Linked DNA regions of Mus musculus: region 2 is linked to region 1. The links are chromatin contacts, called in public ChIA-PET maps. All regions are on one chromosome and are shown on one strand. The core of a region is the stretch at or near the end of the contact, and the rest is flanking DNA. Distances in the headings are between cores, read along the strand shown.

The links. ChIA-PET counts read pairs in DNA pulled down with a chosen protein or histone mark.
Region 2: a contact with region 1 is called in an REV-ERBa ChIA-PET map of liver, with 4 times the contacts expected there. The contact joins the promoter of Suclg2 here to the enhancer-like site in region 1. A contact is called at or near these places in 2 of 39 promoter capture datasets (both in liver), 7 of 484 Hi-C or Micro-C datasets (the N1E-115 cell line and liver), 5 of 115 datasets of contacts at active chromatin or transcription factors (bone marrow-derived macrophages, embryonic stem cells and liver) and 4 of 9 other capture datasets (adipose tissue, embryonic stem cells, liver and 1 more).

The regions. Positions count from the first base shown.
Region 1 is chr6:95,648,175-95,655,548 of GRCm38.p6, forward strand. Suclg2 (succinate-Coenzyme A ligase, GDP-forming, beta subunit) reads right to left here. Exons shown (of 11, transcript NM_011507.3): 2 at 7,284-7,374. Among named protein-coding and RNA genes, the nearest start is that of Suclg2, 67 kb to the right of the region's middle. Within about 2 kb of position 4,002, at least 36 of the 459 cell types and tissues checked have an H3K27ac peak or open chromatin away from gene starts, as enhancers often do. A contact at or near this core is called in the N1E-115 cell line and liver, where this site is marked.
Region 2 is chr6:95,715,676-95,723,049 of GRCm38.p6, forward strand. Suclg2 (succinate-Coenzyme A ligase, GDP-forming, beta subunit) reads right to left here and starts at 3,171. Exons shown (of 11, transcript NM_011507.3): 1 at 3,014-3,171. The coding sequence starts at 3,100.

The DNA of each region.
Region 1 (7,374 bases), core at 2,752-5,251:
TTTATTCTACACTGAATGAAGAAAAAAATACATAATTGAGGCTGGCTGTTTACACATCAATTTTCATTCTAAGGTAGATGAAGCGGTATCATCCCTTTAAAGCTTCTAATTTATTTCCAGAGTTTCTATATTTTGTAGATAACCTAGAAAATGCAGGTGGAGAGTTAGTGCTATTTATGAGCATGCTAAACACTGTCAGTGTCTATAATAACCACCTTGGAGAATGGCACAGCATCTTAAAAGCATAATTCTTTTGGTAATATTTATTCTGTTGCAATGTGATTTTCATTTTCTTTAAAAATTATGCAGCTTTGGACTTCATATACCACCATCTTCCTAGAAAATACCAACTAGCAAAATATGAGTAATAATATATTCAATATCAAGTCATCTGAGAATGTAAATAAATTGAGTTTAACACTTAGCTGCTATCACAAAAGCACTGAGAAATTTTATTTTTTATATGCTATTGGCATTGTTAATAGCTATTTTATTCTTCTGATGAAAGCTCAAAGCACTGGTTTTGTTCACTCTGAAGAGAAAAGGGAACTTAGTGAGTCTCTCATCTACAAGGCATGCACTAGGCTTTCCTTCTTTCTTCCTAAATCTAAATCAGCTGTTAGGTACATATTAGTCACAACTTTACAGCCAAGCAAACTGTATGCTGAAAATAACCAGCAAAGTAGAGGGGGATGAGCATCCTGATGATGTGGCCCATTATCACATCAGCCTCCAATCAAAGACCAAAGGTTCTCTCATGGGTCTAAATACTGGGGCCAAAGAGGGAAAGGTGCTTGCCTATAACCCTGATGGCTTATGATTGGACACCCAGAGCCCACATGGTGAATGGAGGGCCCACTCCTGCAAGATGCCCTCTGATCACCACATAAGTGCTATGGCTTTTACACACACACACACACACACACACACACACACACACACAAATAAATAAACAAATGCAATACTAGGAGGAGGATGAGGAAGAGAAAGAAGAGGAAGAGAAAGGGGAGGGGAGGGGAAAGGAGAGAAAAGGAGTAGAAAAAGAAAAAGGTTAAGTCTAAATACTGGGCCAGCTGTGGTGGTGCACATCTTTAATCCCAGCACTCAGGCAGCAAAGGAAAGCAGATATTTGTGAACTCCATACCAGCCTGGTCTACACAGCCCGGAGCCAGCCAGTCTCAGACAATGGGATTAGGTGAGGTAAGGCAGGTAGTCCAAGCAGATCTCCCCTGGCAGCTCGCCATGCCTTTCCTCCCTCAGTGGCTGCCACGGCAAGTTTGCCAGGTCATCTCTGGAAGCACTTGTTGAAGGGGGCAGAGTGAGAGGATAAAGGGAGTGAAAGTCGCTGGGGCTGAATAAGATCGCCGCGTGGGGATTCCCACGTGGGGATCATTCTTATCTGAGCTAAACTGGGCTAGGGAATGCTAACGAATCTTCCACCGATATGACAATAGGACAAAAGATTCACAGCATGAAATATGATGGTCAATGCGGACACTATGCAATAATAAAAATAATACTTTTAAGAAAAAAATACTATTTAAGTGATAAGCATGCAGATTTTTTAAAATGTTCACTGTTTTCTAAATTTATAAGCAAATTCATTACCTTGCAATTATACTATTTAATCATATAGATACAATCAAATAATGAAGGAAAGAAAAAATATATTAACATGAAAATATGAAAGGAAATATTAATGTTAATACAGGTTCCCCTTGGATAATGGAATAAAAGAAGATTTTTAGTTTTCTTTTTAAAAAAAATTTTTAGTTTTGATGTTGCTTTTTACTTTTCTGGGTTTTCCAAGATTAAAACATCGTGAAAATTATTAGAGCTGTATGTATTTAAACATCTTGAAAATTACTAGAGGTTTATGTGTTTAAAGTTTCTTTTTAAAAGTCCTAACATCCACAGAGAGGTCCTACAACACGAGCCCTGGGCCATTTCCTCCAAGCACGTTTTCTGCAATTTCAACTGTCTAAGACACTCAGCGAACACTCACGAGTACAGCCCACAAATGAACTAAGACAGAGCAGAGTAAATAATGTATAGCAAAGTTCTGGAAGATGAGGCCCTGGGAGATGAGGCTGTGTGGAACACAACTCTCCTGTTCACTGGCAATGAGCAGGTTTTAAAAACAAGTTGATACCTGACTCCACGAAAGGCACATAATAGAGACACACGGAAGGACACACAGAAATCTGATTCGTTTCCTTTGGTTTAAGTGAAGACTGCATGAAACAATGGAGTCGCACATTTGACAGGATGCCAGGCATGTGGTCTGGGCCAGAAGGTTGAATCTTTGTGGCTTCCAAAGTGTTGTATTCTCACACTGCCGAACGCCAGCTCAGGTTTCCAAAGCATGTTCACACCGTTTCTAAGGAGACTGAACCGAAGCTCCAAGTACAGTCAGTCCCCTCGGCCTGCCTCCCAGAGCCTGCCTGAGGCCCTGGAGGCCCTGACTCCACAGCTCTCCTGTTGCTTCTGTTCAGGGACACAAGACAGTTACTGAAAGGATAACCCTGCCCTGAGGTCTTCCAAGGAGAAGCCCATTCATATTTGAAGAACCAGAAAAAAGAGAAAGAACATTTTAGAAGAGAGCGATTTCTCTGCTAAAATACATATAATGGGAAATGTCATTAAAGGCTGATGAATGGAATTATTTCCAGGAATACAGTTAGGCCAACTATTAATGTCAACTCAGATACTCTTAGGAACCCGTGCATAGCTTGCATAGGTGGTAACTTCCTGCAGCACAACACTGCTATGGTGAACCTCCATGTCCAGGACCTATGTTGAGTGCTTTTCATCTGGACAAGCCAGGCTTACTAGCACCAACCAGAAGGTAACTCTGTGGGATGTGGATGTAGATCCTTCATTACAAGGCTGGCCTAGCAGTAGTCAGAGCCCAAGTGCAAGACTAAGCTACACAAAGGGGTAGAGGAAAGGAGGGAAGGGCGTCAAAAGAAAAGGTGCTCCACATGAAATAATCACATGTACACGTACACACACACACACACACACACACACACACATATACACACAGAGGCACTCGCAACAAAATAAAAAAGACAAAAACAAAACAACACCACTAACAAACAAAAAAAAACAGTATTAGGAAGCTCACGTACTCATCAAGGCCAGAGAATCAGGTTCAGAAATGGTAAAAGCACCAAAGAGGCCACTGGCAGGCAGAAAGACATTAGACTCAGCCCAAGAACTTTCATTCTGGCACCAGCACTGCTAGCTCTGGAAAGCAGACCTTCTTGAACTTCAGGGGAACACACACCCAGGGGACTCAAATTATATCATTGCATTGCTGATCCTGAGACTCATGAGAGGCTGCTAAAATGAGTATTTACTTCACAGAGATCAAAGCTAGCCTTGACTGTCACTGTAAGACAAAGATCCGCTCAGTACAAAGGAAGACCTCAACCGCGCATGGCAAAGCCTCAATAGTTCCGGAGGCTGCTGTGTTTAACTGTCTCAGGATCAACAGCAGCTGCCACTCAGTGTCAGTGGGGAGCAGCTCCCTTAAGACAGGAAGTACAATTCCTTAATGGCGAGTAATTTGCCAGGCTTCAGGATGTAATTATATAAAACAGAGTTAAGTTCTTATATTGATGAATGGAAACATGCTCTAGCTGAAAGCAGCCCAAGCTAGCCGATACCAGTGAGAGCTCCCATCTGCATCTCAGATGGATGTCGCTAGCTCAGAGAAGATTAATTTCTCCATTTAATTCTCCTTCCTGAGTTTAAAAAAAAAAAAAAAAAAAAAAAAAACTGGAGGTTTTCATATATACTTTTTCCTGCTTAATGAAATGCCAAGAGCCTCAGTCAATGTGAAGACAATAAGGAACAAATTGTAGAGATTCTGAAGATTGAGTGGCAGTGCCCCATGTTTTATCTGTGTTTATATCACAGCACTTCTGAGTTATACCAACATCCTCCGTGCAGCTTAGAGAACTAAAGGGCAGTGTACACACCAGTCCTGTGCACAGTGGGTTTGCTCTCACCACCTCTGAATTCCATAGTCCAAATGAAAAGAAAGCACGCATTGATATGCCTTATTAAGGCTCCTAGAGATATTTATTGTGTGTGTGTGTGTGTGTGTGTGTGTGTGTGTGTGTGCACGCACGCAATCAGTTCTCTACTTCTAGCATTGGTCCCAGGAATCAAAGTCAGGTGGATGAGGCGTGGATGCAGCTGTAGCCGCTGGGCCATCTCTCCAGCCCAATCGGTCCTTCTTTAGAGCATACTCAGATGCTCTTGTAAACTTCTGCATAAGTGAACTGCTCATATGGTAAAAGCTTAATTTACCAAGCCAAACTTATTCTCTTCAGTTAGGCATAAACCTGTTTTCAATGCAAGGCAATGAGGATCTTGTTCAAAATCTTATAACTATAAATTGTATTCCAGAAACAATAGTTTAGCATTGACCACTTTAACAAATGTTCAAGTTTAACAAGCTTCTACAACCAGACAGCAAAATGTTCTGTTGCCCAAAGAGAAACAACAAAATGAATCATTAATATCCACAAATTACAGGTCTTATAAACTGCATCTAAGATCCTTCTATATCAAGTTTTAATACAACCTTCTAATTTTATTAATACGCATTTTCCATCTTAAACATGCTGACGCACACAAACCATCTCCCTAGAGCATCACCAAGAGTCAGCCATGAGGAAAAGGCATGAGGGGCAGTATCTAATCTAACAGAGCTGGGGGCAAATCCCGTCTATGTTGATTATTAACTTCACAATGTTGACAAGTGTTTTAACCTTACATTGCCTGCTTCTCTGTCAATAAAGTAAAAATGCTAAGCTAATTATTGACAAGATTTGGTAACTGACTAAATACAAAAGAGGACCACAGAAGATGTGGAGCAATGAGAACGTTTGGGAGCTGAGAGGTAGCATTCTGTTTGGTCCAAGAGAGTTACAAACATGGCAGATCCAGACGACCGGGTATATGGGTTCAGATACCATGAAAGAAAGAGATGTAGGAAGGGGGATGCAGGGACTACACTGGAACATAGGTATACCTAATATCAAGGCACATTTTCAAAAACTTTAATAATATATCATTTTACTTCAAAATGTCCATTGTAGCTAAAATATAAAGTAGTACCCATAGGTTCATGAAGACCACAACTGGTGGGGCCATTTTGAAAAGTTGTAAATCTTGAGGAGTCAAAACCTGAGAAGGCAAAGTAGACCTCTTAAGGTTTTATAGCCCAGCCTCTCTCTCTCTCTCATTCATATATAAAATCTCAGCACCATCAGGAAGACATACATCTTCACAGCTTTAATCTTACCCTCAAACATATTTGGTAAGAGTGTTCTTGTGGCTCCTGTCACTCTGCAGTGGTGAGAACAGGAGCACTGTGGAGTTCGGCCAGATTCTTTTCCTTGGCTGTCTGTAGACAATCCCAGTGACAATGACACAGACACCTCCTTTCACACTCACTATCAGTTTGTTCCATTTTAAACCTACAATTTCAGCATCTCCTTTTAAATGTCATCAATTTCCTCTCGGATCAACAGAATCCAACATCAGAAACTAGATGCTCCCTCAGTCTAGAGCAACTACTCTCTGAGTGTGAACCTGCCCGCTTGCTTGTCTGCTTGCTCACTGAATGAGCTGCTCTCTGAGTGTGAACCTGCCTGCTTGCTTGTCTGCTTGCTCACTGAATGAGCTGCTGCCTCAACACCAGGACTCTGCCTCGGCCTTGAAAAATGGGCCAAGGAAAAGCTAAGACCAACTTCACTTTACTTTTTTGTTCTCATTTTCAAACCCCTAAAACAAAACTTGTCCCTTTTGGATAAGTCTAGGGAATCATCCTTTACTGGGTTACAGAGCACAGTAGGGTGCTTCTCCAAGACTAGCAGGAAAAAACTGAGCCCTAAGGCTGTAGGTACATTCAAATCCTTCTAGTGTCCAGAACTACACTGTCCCAGATAGCCCAGCTGACACAGTATCTGCTGAACGTCTGACGTGAGACTCATGTGAAATGAGCGTGTTATAGTATAAGATAAGAACAAGATTTGTGAGACTTCAGTCCTATGGATACCTCATTTGTTAGAATTCTCACCTACATGATGCCCGCGGTCCTGGGTTTGAGTCCTGGAGCACATGAGCCAGAGATAATGCTACAAGCCTATAATCCTCCCACTCGGGAGGCAGACAGGAACAAGTTCAAGATCATCGTCAGCAACAGAATGACTTTAAGGCCAGCCTGGGCTACATAAACTATCTTAAACAAACAAAAACCAAAACAAAACAAAAACAGGGAAACGAAAGAAAGAAAAGAAATAGGAGAAAAATACTGATAACTTATTAATATTAGTCTCATGATAAAATGCAACCGACTGGGTATATTACATATAATGTATTATCAAAATTAATTTTACCTATTACTTTCTTTCTTTTCAAAGACTACTATAGATTTTAAATATACTATGTGGTTTCCATTTTATTTATACTAGATAATTTAAGTAACAATAAGAGGATCTTTAAAATATTACACTGGAAAGAAGATGGCAGGATCTGATTCTCCACCATCAGCTAGAGGTACAGCTGAGACCTGTCATGACTACAATGAATAAGGCCCTGAAGACAATGATGGGTGGGAAACACAGCTTTGCTCTATAGCTAATGAATCAGAGAGACAGAAATGAAGAGGACTTCATAGACAGTTAGAACTGGTCATGGGAGGACAAAAGAGTTGGGCTTTGAAACGCTGCTCTTGCCCAGGCTCCACCAGCACACATCTGTGATGTCAGCACTCAGCCTCAGTAGGAGAATTACGAGTCGAAGGCCAACATGGACTACCTAACAAATCTAACGTTGCCGCCTGCCTACCCCGTGCTCTTCCAACCACTCATTCCAGCTTTTAAGGGGTTTCTAGAAGGATGCCACTCTCATGTCCAATCTACCTGCCCTATCTCTTTCCACCACTAAGCTATAGTTGATAGAAGAGGGCACAAAGAAAAACTTGAGAGAAATTTCCACAAGGTGACCGACCCCATGTGCTACTATCTCAAGAGAAAGAATCACGTTTTCCTAATTTAAGTACTCTTCTGCTTTTGCAATTCAAAATTCCCACCCAGGTAAGATAACCCAGGTAAGATAACCCAGGTAAGATAACCCAGGTAAGATAACCCAGGTAAGATAACCCAGGTAAGATAACCCAGGTAAGATACAAAGACAGAAATGGGAAGCCCTGTCCTGTCTTCACTGATGGCAGTCAGTGCTCACCCCCTGGAACAACTTACTCAATCTCTTGGCTGCCTCCAGAGCCTCTTTAGCAGTGTTGGCAACAAAGAACCTCTGCACTCTCACTCCGTGCTCTGACATGAGCTTCTT
Region 2 (7,374 bases), core at 1,921-4,420, 67 kb after region 1:
TATGTTTGGTTTTGGTTTTTTTTTCAATTAAAAAATTAAATATAGATCAAGAATATACCTTTAATCCCAGTATTTGGGAGTCAGACACAAGCAGATCCCTGTGAATTCTAAGCCAGCCTGCTCAACATAGTCCAGCCAAGACCCAGTCTCAAAATAGAAAACAATTAAACCTCAATAAAACCACCCTATGGAACAGGTTGGTTTTCTGGGCTTTCACATGCCTGCCTGGGAAGCTATTTATTCCACATTGTGTGGCCCTGTTTGCCTTCATTATGGCTTCATCAGTCCTTGAAATCATCTTTCTTATTGGAGCATCTATAATCTTCCCCTTTTTACTCATAACCCCAAGTCCCAGGGCCTGGAGCAGTCCTCCATGAGGACAGCGTAGAAATGGCCAAAGTCAAAACAGTGAAGCCAGAGGCAGACGTTTAAAAAAAAAAAACTTCAATGACATTAAGCATCAAAAATATGTGTCAAATGTTAACATTAACCCAGGGAAGGGATATTATTCCGTGGACATTTTTGTGAAACAAGCTAGAGTTGCTTCTAAAAGCAGAAAGTGGGTCTTTTATCTTGGCCCGTCCACCTGTTTTGGTTTGTTTTTTTTCCCACCAGGCCTGATACAAAGTAGGTCTAGGCCGACGGTGCCAACAGATTCCTAAAATACTTGAAGATTCCTAAGTTTGGTAGGAAAAATGAGCCAGGCTTAACTGTAGTATCTGCTGTGATCCAGGAAATGAATAGGGGCACAGCAAGAGAATGGCAAAGAGCTGGTACTAAGAAATAGCTCCTTAAAGTCAAAGGCAGTACGCACGTATGTACCTTCTTCCACTATCAACTCCAAGATGTTCCTGTAAGAAATGTGTGAGTAGCACTAGTGACTTGCTTCCTTTCTACTGGCCTGCAGATCTATTGGCAAGGGAAAGGGGCATTCACCCGACTGGGCCCTGGTAGAGTGGGAACATGAAGTAACCTTTACCCATCAGCTCGACCTCAAACTCTCTGTAACCTTGAGCAGGTCAGTGAACTGCTCAGTACTGGACTTTCTACATAGGCCCACTTGACCGTGAGCATGGTTCAGGTCTTGAACATTGTATAATGTGTAGTTATTGCTCTTACAGAGGACCCAGATTCAGTCCTGGCTGATGGGATAGTTCACAACCCTCAGTAACTCAAGTTCCAGGAGATACTGGACATGTCTTCTGACCTTCATGTCTAGGGTTAGATAAGACAGAAACAAAAACTAATCATCTTGTGAGTGAGTGTGTGTGTGTGTGTGTGTGTGTGTGTGTGTGTGTGTTTGCGCTCATGAAAGCCTGAACAGACCAGAACAGGCCCTCCTGGAAGTCACTTGTGTCCTTCTAGAACTCTCTCTACCTTGCTTCCTTCCCTAAGACAGGGTCTCTCTCACTGAAGTGAAACCTAAGCTATTCCCCTAGGCTGGCTGGTCAGTAGCTCCCCACAAGTCTCTTCCTCCCAGTGCTGGGTCACAAGCTCACACAGGCTTGCCTGGCTTTTTACATAGACGCTGGGAATCTGAATTCCAGGCTCTCCTGCTTGGGGAGAGAGTTACCACCTGAGCCATCTCTGAGTTCTACTGCCATCTAAGCCTGATGTTTCCAGAGTAATGAGTCACATACAAGTATGTAATCAATGAACATTGCCCAATGTAGGTAACAGGTCTCACCCAGTCTGCTTGTCAGGATGACAAGGTTTCCACGACTTGGATAGGGAAGATGACAACTTGGATAGGGAAGGTGACAACATACGCCAGCCAGCTAAACATTCTGTTTTAGGTTTCTCTGAACAATCATTTCTCACTCTTCATTTTTGACTGCCCTAGGCTCCATGTTTCTCATCAATTCAAACCTACTGCAACAGCACCCCAGCTCTTGTTTTTTTATATATAACACTTAAATAATGAACAGGACTCAGATCGCCTGGAGATCTCTCCTCACTCTATTATAGCAGGTATCTGTGATTTTAATTAGACAAACCGCCATCCCTCTCCTTTACCCACCATACTGTCAAGTGCCTGTTAAGGATATTACAGTAATAACTATTAGCGCCTCTTAAATTCCCATTAACAATAACAGAGAAATGGAATGTCAGGTAATGAAAAGAAGAAAAAAAAAACCTTCACAGATGTCATAATGATCCAAAGTTTAGAGAAACAAAAAAAAAATCATTAGTAAGTTATTTTCTTTTCGTTTTTCCTAGTGCCCTATGCATGCCTTGGTCAGAATGTAGTGATTTGCCTCTCATTGGACTGGAAAGTTTTTCTTGCGGGGGGGGGGGGGGGTTGGGGGGGGAGGCGGGGCGGGTAAACTAGAGAAAGTAGGAAGACTAGTAGTTGGATGACTTCTCCCAAGTGTCAATGCCAACTCACAATTTCCCTTCCAAAGCCTCGCTACTGCGACGCTTGCAATGGAAGAAGGTAAATTCAACAAGAGAGCAACGTGGAGGAAGGAGCTGCTGAGTCTAACACTAGTTAAGTCTCTAGGAGGCACGGACCAAGTGGGCAGGCAGGAGTTTTCACACAGGCCTTTCATACAAGACTCCACTTCTACTATCCTCCTGGACCCCTGCAGGTCCCCACAGACAAGCACAAGGGGGTCACAAGCGACACCCCGCGGGGTTGACTGGGGCAGGTGAGCTGCCTCGGGAGTCTGGGGAGCGAGCACGTGGCTGCCGAGCGAGCTCGGGCTTAGAGCCGCCCCCGGGCAGAGCCAGTAAGCGGCTGAGAAACCTCTGCGTTCCAACAGTGCGCCCAACTTTTGGGAACTCGCCCCCAGCGCGGGGTGCCAGTGCCCGGGCAAGGCTGATGGGAGCCATTAGAACGATCCGGGTCGTGGGGTGTGCACTCTGACCCCCGCGATCCCCGACACCTCGGACGCCGCACAGCCCGCCGCGCTGCGGGGAGCACCGGATCGCCAGGGGTCGCGCGGGGCGAAGAGGCCGCGGAGCATGGGGCACCACGGCGGGTGGCTCGCGTGGCCCGGGCCGCGCTCACCTGGGACCTGACCGCCAGGAGCGGCCGCAGCGCTCGCTCTCGCAGAAGCTTCCCAGCCTGCGCCGCGATGGCCACCGGGGACGCCATCTTAACCAGGAACCTGAAGAGAGGCGGCGAGGGGGAGGGAGGGGGCGGAGGAGGGAGCCCGCCCGGGCCCAGGCCTCGGGAGGGGGCGGGGCAGGAGAGGAGGGACGGAGCTAGAAAGGAGGGGCGGGGCGGGAGAAAGGGCGGGGAGGAAAGCGGGTGCAGTAGAGAGCTGGGGTGAGGGAATTGGGAAAAAGAAAGGAAGGAGGGGGCTGGGGGCGGTGGAAGACCCCCCCACCCACTCCTCACCTTGTTACCCCTACCCCCCACTACCTTCACCATCTCACCCCAAGGCCATGTGGCTTCCCAGAGCTTACTGCATCTTGCCTGGCTTTCAGGCAAAAGCAGATCTCAGCCCCAGGGGCACTGACTTAAAACTGGCCCTGGGAGTGACAGATTAGACCTTGACACTGCAGTGAGGGCTGCTAGGTCTGGCCCTAGGAACTGATACCACCTTCAGAGGACACACCTTGGAGAGAGTAATGTTCCAAGGGAAGGAATTAGGATCAATGCTACCCTTAGTTCCTGGGCCATGTGGGGGCACAAGCTTGGGTGTGGGTGTTGTGAGTGTACTGGGTTTTGGTTGGGTAGTAGTGGTTTGTTGTTTTGGTTTTGGTTTTTGAGATAGGGTTTTTGTCTATCTTCCATTGGCCAGAAATTCATCTCGAACTCCTGACCCTGCCTCTACTTCCAAAATACTGTGATTATAAACAGGCACCACCCTGTCTCTTTGCGAAAGTGATGGAGGGTTTTGGGCCTACCTTAGTGACATCTGTTTTCTTGCTACTTAACCTTAAATTAATAAAAAGCTATTGCTGGATTTTCTACTCTACAAGGAGAAAAGTGTTTGTGTACAGTATCCAGGCTGCTATGCACTTACATAAAATACAAATCACAGTAACAACTAGTATGTACCAGACATTGAACAATTAGGAACACATTTAAGCTTCATGGCGACATTTTAGGTAGATGGCATTTCTATACTCATTCTGCAGAAGAGAAAACTGAGGCATACAACAGATAAGAAACATAACAGGGGCTAGATAATGAGATATGAGATTCAAACTCATGTTTCACCCCCTCAGCACTACTTGGGGATATTTTTTAATTGGGTGTTGGGTTTGTTTTTGTTTTTTTATGATCACAAGACAGACAAGGGACACTATAGCAACAGTCCCCTCACAAGAGTGTCCTCTGTCGGCTTCCTTTAAACTTCCATTTGATGTAAATTCACATTGACAGAGAAGCTGTAGGAACATTACTCCAAGAGACCCCAACAGTCTTTATGCCGCTTCACCGAGGATTTACATTTGGCCCACATCTGTCCTTGATAAGCCTTTTCCTCCTCAAAACCTTACCCACAGAATCTATTCTCTTTGTGTGTGTGTGTGTGTGTGTGTGTGTGTGTGTGTGTGTGTGTGTGTGTGTGCGTGTGCTGTGACTTGCCCTATCTCCACCTTATTCTCCAGAGACAAAAATCTCTCAACGTAGAACTAGAATTTTAGCCAGCAAGCCCCAGTAATCTTCCTGCCTATGCCTGGATCCATACTAGAGTTACAGTGGAATGGCTACAGGTGGCTTGCTACATGGATGCTAGGGATCTGAACACCAGTCCTCATGCCTGTACAGCAAGCCCTCTTACCCACTGAGCCATCTCCTTTTTCCGAGATCCAGTGGCTGCTAATGATTACAGTTTGAGTCTATGGTGGTTTCATGAATGCACCTGATCTGATCTTGTCAGAACCTACGGAACTTTATGACTCCGCTCTTCACCTCTCCCCAAGTCTTTTTATTCATTTCTATCAATGGATAGGAGCCATTACCCAAGGAGGGGGAAATGAGGTAAGCAACATTTTTGGAGTAAAAACTCAGAGCAGAGTTGGTTTAGTTCTAGGCATTTGCATGTATGGAGGGAGGTTAGAGAGTTAGAATGCCAGGAATGTCAGGCTAAGCAGGATAAGGATTTGGGTCAGTAGTCCAAAGAGAGAAATGAGGCATAGTTATCAGCAGCTGCCTGAGGCAAGAAGGTTCCAGGATTGACGTTATCTCGAGGATAATTATTCTCCCTACCTCTTTATCACTACTGATAAGGGGCTTGAGCCTCATGTCCTTGTTATTGACAAACCCATCTGAATTAGTGCTTACGGATGTTTGGACAGTCATTTCATCCCCCATAACCTTTGCTGAGCAGGTCCTCAATGAGCTCTAAGCTGAGCTCCCTGAAACAGAAACCAGTCATACATACACAACCATATATGCAACTGCTTCTGGCTGCCATTCAACTCTCACTGCAACCCTGAGAAGGTGTTCCTATTGTCCTATATAGTCTTATATTGTCCTAAATAGTCCTATACAATCCTACCTTGTCCTACTGTGCACAGAGATAACTGGGCAGCCAAGAGTTCTTCACCTCATGGCCTTTACACAACTCTCCCTATCTCTGAATGCTCCCAAGGTCACACAGCTGGGGATCACCACTCTGCTTCATGGCCTGAGTGGATCTGAGTTTCCATCTCATCCCCCCATAACCTTTGCCAGTTTACTGGGTAGGAGCAGAGTCCATTACCACGGGAGCACAGAGGAATGAGCAAGGCCAGTAGAAAAGGGGCAGGCAGACAAGGTTTATTGGGAAGTAAAGAAAGTAGCTGGAGTTGGGCGGGAACTCGAGCAAGAGTGGGTTGACAACTAGCTCTAGGTCAGAGGTTCTTTGGTCGAACCAGTATGTAAAGGAGACATCCAGTGGGAATGAACCTGACTGGCTAATTTGGCTGTACATAGGGGCACACTGCATGGCCAAGGGATTGAAGGGAAGAGCACAGACTCTGAGAAGAAGCCTGTCATCATGACATGGTGTGTGTGGTGGGAGGAAGCCCACCAAAAAGGTCCAGGCTGGAGGAAGGACCAGGGTGTAAAGAGAACAAAGGCTGATGGGTAACTAAAATCCAGACAAGTCAGGATTCCCTGGACTTTGCTGTTTATTTCTCTGTGAAACTTCAATATTTTCAGATCTGACTACTAGTCCCACCAAGACACAAAACATTGTTGATGTTCCTAGGGATGTAATACTATGGGATGGGCTTCCCTTGCTTCTTATTTCTGTCATTAACCTTACTAGACCATTATCGAAGGAAAGATGAATTAAAGATGTATTTCTGCCAGGCGGTGGTGGCGCACGCCTTTAATCCCAGCACTTGGGAGGTAGAGGCAGGCGGGTCTCTGAGTTCAAGGACAGCCTGATCTACAGAGTGAGTTCCAGGACAGCCAGGGCTATGCAGAGAAACCCTGTCTCGGAAAAAAAAAAAAAAAAGTTAATATTTGCAAAATGGATGCTTAAACTTTGTGAGAGTTTTGAACATGCTGCCAGAATTACCAACAACCAATTCAACCACACCTTGCTAAGCTAGGAACTTGGGGAGAAAAAGCACAGAACATGTAGCTGAGAGGTGGAGTATATATTAGTTTCTTTCCTGTTGCTGGAATAAAATACCACAACTAAAAGTAACTTAAGGAAGAAAGGGTTTATTTTGGCTTATGCCTCCAAAGGGTTAGAGTCCATAATTATGGGGAACACATGACATTTGCAGGAGCAGGAGGTTGTCTGATCATATTTCATCCACACAGAAAGCTAGCAGGGCAGGAAGTAGAGAGAGGCTATAAAGAAATCCAAGCTCACCCTTAGTGAAGATAGTTCCTCCAGCAATGCAACACCTCCTAAAAATTCCATAGGTTCCCCAAACAGTACCCATAACAGGGGACCAAGTGTCCAACCACATGTGCCTATGGGAGGCAGGTCTGTTTCAACCCTCCACAGGATACTTAACTAGCAGACTTTGGTGCCCTGTAGTCAATCCATAGCACCACAATCAATCAATCAATCAATCAATCAATCAATAAGACTATATTTCTGTGAGTTTGCTTTTGGGTTGGTGGGGATAGAGAGTAAGACTGAGCCAGAGCATAGTGGATTCAAGGCTACATTTCCACTGAGTACTTCGTAAAGATAAATAAGACCCTCAGGACAGCCAGAGATAGAGCAGTACTTCTCTAACAAATAGAAACAAAACAAAAAGTGCCCTCCTAGAAGGGAATATTTGGAGGTGAGAGGGAAGCATTCTGATTGGTATTTTTATGCTCTAGGAGCTTGGTAAACTGGCTTACCATCCACTGGTGCGTAGCTGTAGGTTCGAAGGCAAGATGGTGGCCTTACTTAGATGAGTTCAGTTTCAGTTGGGAGACTGGCCCTCATCTATGGGACTCACTCCATCATTTATCAGCAG